Linked DNA regions of Mus musculus: regions 1 and 2 are each linked to region 3. A link is a contact called in public Hi-C and HiChIP or PLAC-seq data. All regions are on one chromosome and are shown on one strand. The core of a region is the stretch at or near the end of the contact, and the rest is flanking DNA. Distances in the headings are between cores, read along the strand shown.

The links. A called contact is a pair of places that touch in the nucleus more often than the background predicts. HiChIP or PLAC-seq counts read pairs in DNA pulled down with a chosen protein or histone mark.
Region 1: an H3K4me3 HiChIP or PLAC-seq map of bone marrow-derived macrophages shows a contact between it and region 3, with 6 times the contacts expected there. The contact joins two enhancer-like sites. A contact is called at or near these places in 7 of 484 Hi-C or Micro-C datasets (the C2C12 cell line, Th17 cells, bone marrow-derived macrophages and 3 more) and 3 of 115 datasets of contacts at active chromatin or transcription factors (bone marrow-derived macrophages, effector CD8 T cells and microglia).
Region 2: a Hi-C map of cortical neurons shows a contact between it and region 3, with 4 times the contacts expected there. The contact joins two enhancer-like sites. A contact is called at or near these places in 5 of 484 Hi-C or Micro-C datasets (Th17 cells, bone marrow-derived macrophages and cortical neurons) and 3 of 115 datasets of contacts at active chromatin or transcription factors (bone marrow-derived macrophages, effector CD8 T cells and microglia).

Annotation. Positions count from the first base shown.
Region 1 is chr10:14,187,651-14,190,350 of GRCm38.p6, forward strand. No RefSeq gene overlaps it. Among named protein-coding and RNA genes, the nearest start is that of Gm51759, 62 kb to the left of the region's middle. Within about 2 kb of position 1,396, at least 27 of the 459 cell types and tissues checked have an H3K27ac peak or open chromatin away from gene starts, as enhancers often do. A contact at or near this core is called in bone marrow-derived macrophages, where this site is marked.
Region 2 is chr10:14,208,945-14,211,644 of GRCm38.p6, forward strand. No RefSeq gene overlaps it. Among named protein-coding and RNA genes, the nearest start is that of Gm51759, 83 kb to the left of the region's middle. Within about 2 kb of position 1,282, at least 53 of the 459 cell types and tissues checked have an H3K27ac peak or open chromatin away from gene starts, as enhancers often do. A contact at or near this core is called in bone marrow-derived macrophages and cortical neurons, where this site is marked.
Region 3 is chr10:14,016,528-14,019,227 of GRCm38.p6, forward strand. All of the region lies in intron 1 of Hivep2 (human immunodeficiency virus type I enhancer binding protein 2), which reads left to right. Among named protein-coding and RNA genes, the nearest start is that of Hivep2, 51 kb to the left of the region's middle. Within about 2 kb of position 1,409, at least 168 of the 459 cell types and tissues checked have an H3K27ac peak or open chromatin away from gene starts, as enhancers often do. A contact at or near this core is called in bone marrow-derived macrophages and cortical neurons, where this site is marked.

The sequences.
Region 1 (2,700 bases), core at 146-2,645, 170 kb after region 3:
GATTTACTTGGGAGGTAGTATATCTCTGTCTTCAGCCAGTTTCTTAATCTCTAGCAGGGAATGTTTCTATATCATATGGCCAGCATCAGTCAGTTTTATTTCTGTTTGCTTCTTTCCCTTTTCAAAACTTACGTTTACTCTCAAAGTTAGCAGCAGGGCCCATGTGGAGCCAAAGTGACATTTTCTTCACACTTGTGACAGTGGCACCTGGCACAGTGGCATGCATTTGTAATTCTGGCCCTTGGGAAGTGGAGGTTAAAGGATGAGAGATTTGAGGTCATGCTTGGTTACACAGTGAGTTCGAAGTTATCCTGGGTTGCATGTGATCCTGTGTTAAACTAACAAGCCGCTGTTGCAGACTGTACTGAGAAATACCTGCCAGTTTAGCGGTAGATGTTTTGTGATTACTACTCCAATCTGACACAGAAGTAAAGAGTCCCTGATTGTCTCTTCTTGTTTCTGGGGCTGAGCTGGTTCCCTTTCTCTGTTACAATTAACTGCCACAGAGGTCTTTGTTTAGAACAGCACTGGTGCATTCCATTACAGTCCAGAGGGGAGAAGTCCCACTCTGGGGTAAATGAAGGCGCTCACATGACTTGGAAGCTCTGGAGGAAAAATCATCTCTTTTGCCTTTTCATTCTTTAAAGGACATATGTATCACTCTACTCATGGTCTCTCCACCTTCAAAACCATCAGTGTTCCCCATTACCCACCTCTCTGATCTCAGCAGGAAAATTTCTCTAGTTTGGGGGGCTTACACGATTAGACTAGTTCTGTATCTCTAATCCAAAATGGCTTGCATAAGTCACATAGCTGCATCCCCTCTAACTTGACCTTCTTCGATGCCATCTTTTTAGACATGTCTAAGCAGACTTGAGAAACTAGAACCCGAGAGACTTTGTTAGAAGGAAGGCATTGCATTGCTTTGCCCACTTTAAACAAAGAGTACAATTTGAGCTTCGGGCACAAACTTCTAAATTGCCTACAGATTTCCCTAAAGCACAAACATCTTCTCTCAGACAGTAGCTGGAGGGGCTCCTCAGACTGGACACGGCAGGAAGACCTTGATCAGATGCTATGCACAGAGACATCTTGGCCTTGCTATCGCATGCCCTGTTGTGACATCACAAGAAGTATTGCCAGGGCATTAATTACCAAGGACAATCCCAAGGAATTTGAGGAGGCAAATGGAAATGAGCTGACAAGTGTCTGGAAAGTGGGTTTTCCTCAGAAAGAGTCTGGGAAGAGAGGGAAAGCCTTATTGTGTCTCAGTAGCCTTCCTCTGGGAAGATACTCTTGCCAGAGTTAACTTCTGTGTCTAGTCATCTGGGAGTAATTACACCAAAGCAGGACAGTGTGTAGCTCAGACTAGATGGACACTGTGTAGACAGCCTTGAAAATCCCATTGGTGAAAGTTAGAGACAATGAGCAAAGATTTTTCTGCAGGTAATTGGGTGAGTATCCCTGTGGCTGAGTTTATGTGGCAGGGAGTTGATTTCACACTCTTGTTCCGAGAGCCCGAGAAATGTCAGTAAGCATTTGACCTTGGTGTAACAGTCTTCCTTATGACATATCTTGTCTGGTATGCTCTAGGATTTGCCCTGGGGTTCTCCAGCATGTCTTCGTCTGTTGTGGAAGAGGAAGTGAATGGCCAGAGAGTAGAGCTCAGAGTGGAGGCAGGAGGGAGGAGAGGGAAGTTGAAAGGGTGATAGAGTTTTCTGAAGTGGTTTGAGACAAGTTTATTATTCTTCCTCTCCAGCTACTTACTGTAACGGGGAGGGTTTCTGGGAGCTGGACTCTGGGGGCAGGGCAGTAGGTTGATCAGGAGCTCAGGGGAGGAAGACAAGTAGTAATGGTGATGAAGAAGAAGGTGTAATAACAGAAAGAAGGCTCTGGGATGTGAACCAGAAATTATAACCCTTTTAGAAGGGAGGACAGATTCTGGCACATGGTTTCAGAGGTAGCTGTTCATTATGGTGAAGTGGGCATGACACAGCATCTTACTTTATGGCTGCCAGAAAGCAGAATGAGATAGATAGATAGATAGATAGATAGATAGATAGATAGATAGATAGATAGATAGATAGACAGACAGATAGACAAACACACAGAAATACACACACACACACACACACACACACACACAGAGAGAGAGAGAGAGAGAGAGAGAGAGAGAGAGAGATTGCTCTTAAGCTGTTCGTTCCTCCTTTATTCCATTTGAGACCCCAGCTTTTGAGACAATGATAGCCACACTCAGAAATGATCCTCTCCCCTGTCAATTCTCACAAACACACCTAGAGGCCTTCCACTGGGTATCTCTTAATTCAATGAATTTGCCAAAATTAACACGCCCTGCATTTGTTTTTCTGTGAAAAGTGGAAGCAATTTCAGTGCCAGAATCATTTTACCTGGTGTGATTTATTTGTATAGCTATTGAAAAATTTAGAATCCATCCTGGAGCGATGGATCTGTAGCTATGAGCGCTTGTTCTTGTAGAGGCCACAAGTTTGATTCCCAGTACCATGTGATGAATCACAGCCATTTGTAACTCTAGTTCAAGGGGGTCTGATACCCTAGCCTCTGCCTGCAGCAGGTACACATGTGGTAATCGTTCATACATGCAGATAAACACTTGGAGACAGAAAATAAGTTTTAAAAGACAATTCAAAATGTTTAGAATCCAAGTATCAAGAGAAGTTT
Region 2 (2,700 bases), core at 32-2,531, 190 kb after region 3:
TGAAACACTATTTAAAATTCTCTACATTCATTTACTCACATGCTTGTCCCTTCACTGTGGAATAAACAACATTACTCCATGGACTTAGGAGATGGGCTAGAGAGATGGCTCAGTGGTTAAAGGCACTGACTGCTCTTCTAGAGGTCTTGAGTTCAATTCCCGGCAACCACATGGTGGCTCACAACCATCTGTAATGGGATCCGATATCCTCTTCTGGCATGCATGAAGGGAGCTACAGTGTACTCATAAAAATAAAATAAATAAATAATTCTTTAAAAGCCCATAAATATAGGCTCATTCTCTATCTCTCTGAAGTCCAGTAGTCCGGTCTGGAAAGGCATAAGAAAAATTAGGCTCACTGTAAATACTATTCTACTGGGTGGGAACGGAAGGAATAGGTGGTCTCATGAGAGGGCCCCTTTCACTCTTTATAGGCAGAGGAGGTAGAGGACCAGGAAGTATTCTAAGAGTTAAGAAATGTTAAGGCAAGAATAGCCCACAGAGCATAGCAGTGGTCATTATGACACCGCTCTGATTGTCGGCTGTCCCACCAAGCACTGATGCTGTCCTACAGTGTCCCACAGAACACTGTAGATGGGGAGGTGGCCTGAGAGGGCAGAAATCATCCAATGAGCCTCCACCGAGGGGCCTCTGCAGAGTGTGCATGCTGGTTCCTGATTTAATAGGGTTCCCTTTGTGCTGCATCTCAACAAGATTCTACATAGCATGTGCTAAAACGACAATTTCCTTTTCAGAGCTAAAAAGGAACCCTTTGGGCTAGATTATGTAGAGCTATATGTACCTTAGACAGATGATGCCTATCGCCTGCATTAAACTCTCATCATAATAAAAGTAATGGAGATGGTAAGGATAATGAATGACATCACACATTTTCAAGGAAAGGGCATGGAGACCCATTGAAGAAAATTATAGGATGTCTTTCGATGTTTTAAAAAGAAACACGCAGTAGCTTCTACCATTTCACAGAAATGGGTGTATTTTGCCTGATCATATTCAATAAGGCATCGCAGAGGGAATATATAAATGCATACATATGTTTCAGAAAGACAATTTGAAGATGGCTAATGCGCCGAAAGAGTCTAGGGATGTGGTAACAGTATAATGAAACAGATGCTGCAATGCTCACAAACACCGCATCTGCGCTGCAGGTACTGAACAGATGAGGTGAATTAAAATCATCTGTTTCTACTATTCCTCTCAACCCACTTACATAATCCTGGGCCAACTCCTAAAGGGGAGGATTTGCTGAACTTCCTCTTCCTTAGTTCTTGGTAAAGAGTGAATCACGGAGTGCTTACCGCTAAGGAAGACAAATCTCTCCACAACCCAGAGTATGGTGTGATATACATGCAACAAGGGAGAGTGACAGTGCACCAAGAAATCTCTGTGAACCAAGTTCGTGGTTTTGCTTCTAGCTGCTATCTTTCTGGGATCATTGGCCGCTGAGGCTCAGGATGTACCCCTGGGGTAATGGTTTCCACACAGTGGGGATAATTCTCAAGACAGCACTCAGTTCAGATGTCCTTTTCTCTCCAACAGTCAGGGTGGTCTCGGAAAGCCTTTCCATAGCTGTGTGGAGAGGAAAAGAAGGTATTTTGTAACAGGCAAGTGGCAGTGATTCCACATTGGAGAGTGGGCCCTGGAGACAAGCCAGGCTCTCCACAGTCTTGCGTTTGCCTGAGTCTGTGCATTCGCAAGTAGAACTCGAAATAGCACGAGTTATATAAAGACGGCTGATGAAGACGCTGAACTTTAATGTGTGATGCTGTGAAATCATAGATGACACTAGCAAATTCTCCAAATCAGTCTTTAAAGAACGTCACTTGTACACTGGTCCAGAGTACTGCAAAGGTCCTGTCCTGTTCTGGGAAGAGAAAGAGCAGCATCATGAGGGAACTATCTGCCCAGCTGGGTCTGACCATGGCTTTCCTCAGTTCCTCGGTGAGGAAAGAGCTGAAGTTAGACAGCAGGCTATCATCTAGTTCTACCTGCAGCCTAATTGTCATTAGTTATTGTGACTCTGGACTGTTTCAGGTGAGCAAGATGTTCCACCGCATCGGTCTAGTGGTACTCAAGGGTCGGTTTTGTGTGCCTATGTGTTTGCGTAGATATGTGTACACATATTTTCCTTTAACAATATAATAAAAGTAATCCCATCTGGATCTGCCACAGTGAGATATGTGCACTAGATATGCGCTACTGATATAGCAACACCAAACAGCACTCCCCAAACACAACCCCAACAGGGAAAATTCCTCTCTGGGAGTGCCAGAAGAGCACCCGCAAGTCTGTGCTTGTTAAAGCGATTCGTGGAATGTTTGAGAGCTGAACACCAGGCCTAAGGCCTTTTTTTTTTTTAATATGCAAGGATGCTGAGGCCAGCACAAAAGGCTATCCCTGGGACTAGAACCCCTGATCTCAAGAGCATCCTTCGAGTTCTCACTGAGAACACAGGGAACTGATGCAGCCTTCCAGTAGAAGAGATTGTGCGATGTAATCATGTTACCTGCCCCACAAAGAATTGTATTTCCCAACCTGAAAAATGCACCCTGGATTCACGCATGTGTGACAATGAAGCCAGAGCTCTTATGAAGAGCCTTTCTTGTTCCTTTATTTCTCACTGGTTATGGGAGAATGGCAGAGCCATCACTCACTATGTTCCCCAGCACGGCTAGGAAA
Region 3 (2,700 bases), core at 159-2,658:
AAAAATCTTTGAACTAAAAATAATTTTCACCTGTATTTATAGCCCTGCTATCATACTTGAGGAAAGTGGTGAAGAGCTTACCAGTAGAGAAAGGTGTCACCTTTGCTGTTCCAGAGAAGTCAGATACTTCTAAAACAAAAGCCCGCAATGCTCTGTCAGAGTGACAGTCTTGTTGCTAAGAGCCCTTTGCTAGTCGTGTAGGCAGGGCAGCCAGTAACATCAGGTACTGAGATCAACTCTATCACAGATCCCTTCTGTGTGGCTGATAAATTTGCATGACAACAGTGGAAATCTGCATTATTCGGAGAATCGCCAAGTAAGGCTAACAAGGAGGAGGACATAGCAAGCAGGCGAGGTGTTCAAATCCTGAGGCTGAATTTTAGGGTCTGTGATAGCCAGTTTCCTTCATTGTTCGCCGTAGGAAACTTGGAGGGGAACATTTTTAGATATTCAGATAGAAAATATGTCAAAATCCAGCCTTTTCTGATCTGCAAGCTGCACATATGTTTGAGTAGGATGGGAAAGGAACAAATAACTTGAATTATTATTATAATTGTGATACACGTAAAAAGATATTTTTCTCCTCATAAAACAACAACAACAACAACAACAACCTAACAATCCAGGCTTTATGCCATCATTAATATTTTGTCACTTGCTTGGTTAAGATCTCATCATTTCTTATTTTCATGCACCCATTTGTTGAACAGTGGTCATGCTCATGAGCTATTAATCTTAATGAGCACATAAATGTTCCACATGTAGCAGGTGTATGTAACACACACCATAATTATTCCTATAAATGATCCAACCACTTCTGAACAATTATAACCGCAAAGACAGGGAGCAGAATGTCAGCTTCTGTGGTGTACCTTGTTATTAAGTTTTATTCCACTTAAAAGCATGTTTTCCAGAGACAAAAGATTCACAACTGCAGTTTGTACTATTTTCCTACCTTCAGTTGAGGAAACAGCCATGACTATGGATCTCCTGTGGCGACTATGTATCTCCTGTGGTGACTATGTATCTCCTGTGGTGACAATGTATCTCTGGACTGCTTGAGTCTAATGTTCTTAGGCCATGTGTGTTATAAGCAGAAATTGTGCTTTGAAAGTTGTGAGTAGAATTAACAATGCTGTGGCATTTTGTGAGATGGCTGGTTGGTACTGTTTGATGCTTAGAAAGAGATGCTAAAACTTACTAAACAGCTTGTTACGGTGGGAGCATGTTTAAAGCAACTATTCCTGGTTCTGTCTGTTGAACTTAAACTTCAGCCACTTACTGTGGCACATTGACTTCAGGTCTGTTGTAAGAAAGTCTAAATGTAGGCTGTTGAATAATCCCTTTGAGGGCCCTGTGACTATTTTTATGCCTGGATATGCGTCATCAGTGGGTATTTTCTCTGGTGACTCGCTTACATCAGGTCTCCTTCCATACATTCTCCCAGCGAGTGACTTATGATTGATGGGAGCCACGGCTGTTGTTTAGCTTTATCTGTGACCTCAGCGAGTGGACAACAGGAATTTCCAGGCTGTTAAATTCCCTGCATGCCTGAAGACAGGGGCTCACGGTGTTGATCAAGGCAGGTAGTGAGGGATATTATTCACCAGTGATGACGGGGGAGGGACAGAAGAAGAAGGGGGAGGGAGAAAGAGGGGAAGGGAGGGGAATTCCTTTTGTGAACAGCCGAATCCCTGGCTCAGCTCTTTCCTTAGCTCTTCGCTGTGGCTGCCTGTGGGGAAAGGTGCATTTCCGGACCGAGAAAGTGGATAGTTAGAACCCCCGCTGTGGGCAGCTGGGGGAGGAGGGTGGCAACTCTGGGTTGGATAGAGCTGCATAGGATTCTAATTAGTTAAGAGGTTGCCTTTCATATCTGCTGGAAAGATCCATGAGCAGCTGAATTGTTGTTGCTGTTGTTAGCCATGAATAAGAGCAGAGGTTCTAAATTTTAAGATGTTGAGTAGGCACAGTGATAAGAATTTTGTGTTTGAGTTTAGTTGGCTATCCATGTAGCACTGATTTTATTTTTTAACCTGCACCTTATTTTGACAAGCTATGGAGACCTGTGCATTTGTGTATATGTGTGGAGATGAATTATAACTAACACACAGGAATTTTTAATTTGCTTCCTTTCCCACTTTTTTTTTTCTTTCGAACGAATGTAAGATTACTAAACTGTAGCCAGATTGGCCCCAATATCTAAAACGCTGTGTGTGCTCTCCCCCAAATGGTCTGTCTGTCTGTCTCCACACCACTTCTTTCCTCCTCTTTATCTTCCTGTCTTTATCATTTCCTCCTGCTACTTGTTTGCAGAAGTGATTCCCAATTTCCTGTGGCGTGAAGGAAGGCGGGGCTTAAGCAGGTGGGTGGGGGTCACATGTGAGGCAGGGCACACTAGGCTGCCTCTGTGGGTGGCGATCTTTCTGGTGATGATTTTGGTTTCTTTAAATGCCAATTAGACAAAATGTAAACACTCTTTTTACTGAAATGCAATTATAACATTTACTCATTTAGGTAGAATTACTTTTCTGGTCTTTTAAGACGATTTCCACTATGAAAAGAAATTACTGATTTTGCTTACCAATTTTGTTATTTCCCCCACACACCCCTTCCAAAATCAGGGCATTTTCTCTTAATGTAGCATTACCAGTCTTACTGCAACAACTTTCTTGATAGTTTGCTTCCTAGGAACCAAATTAG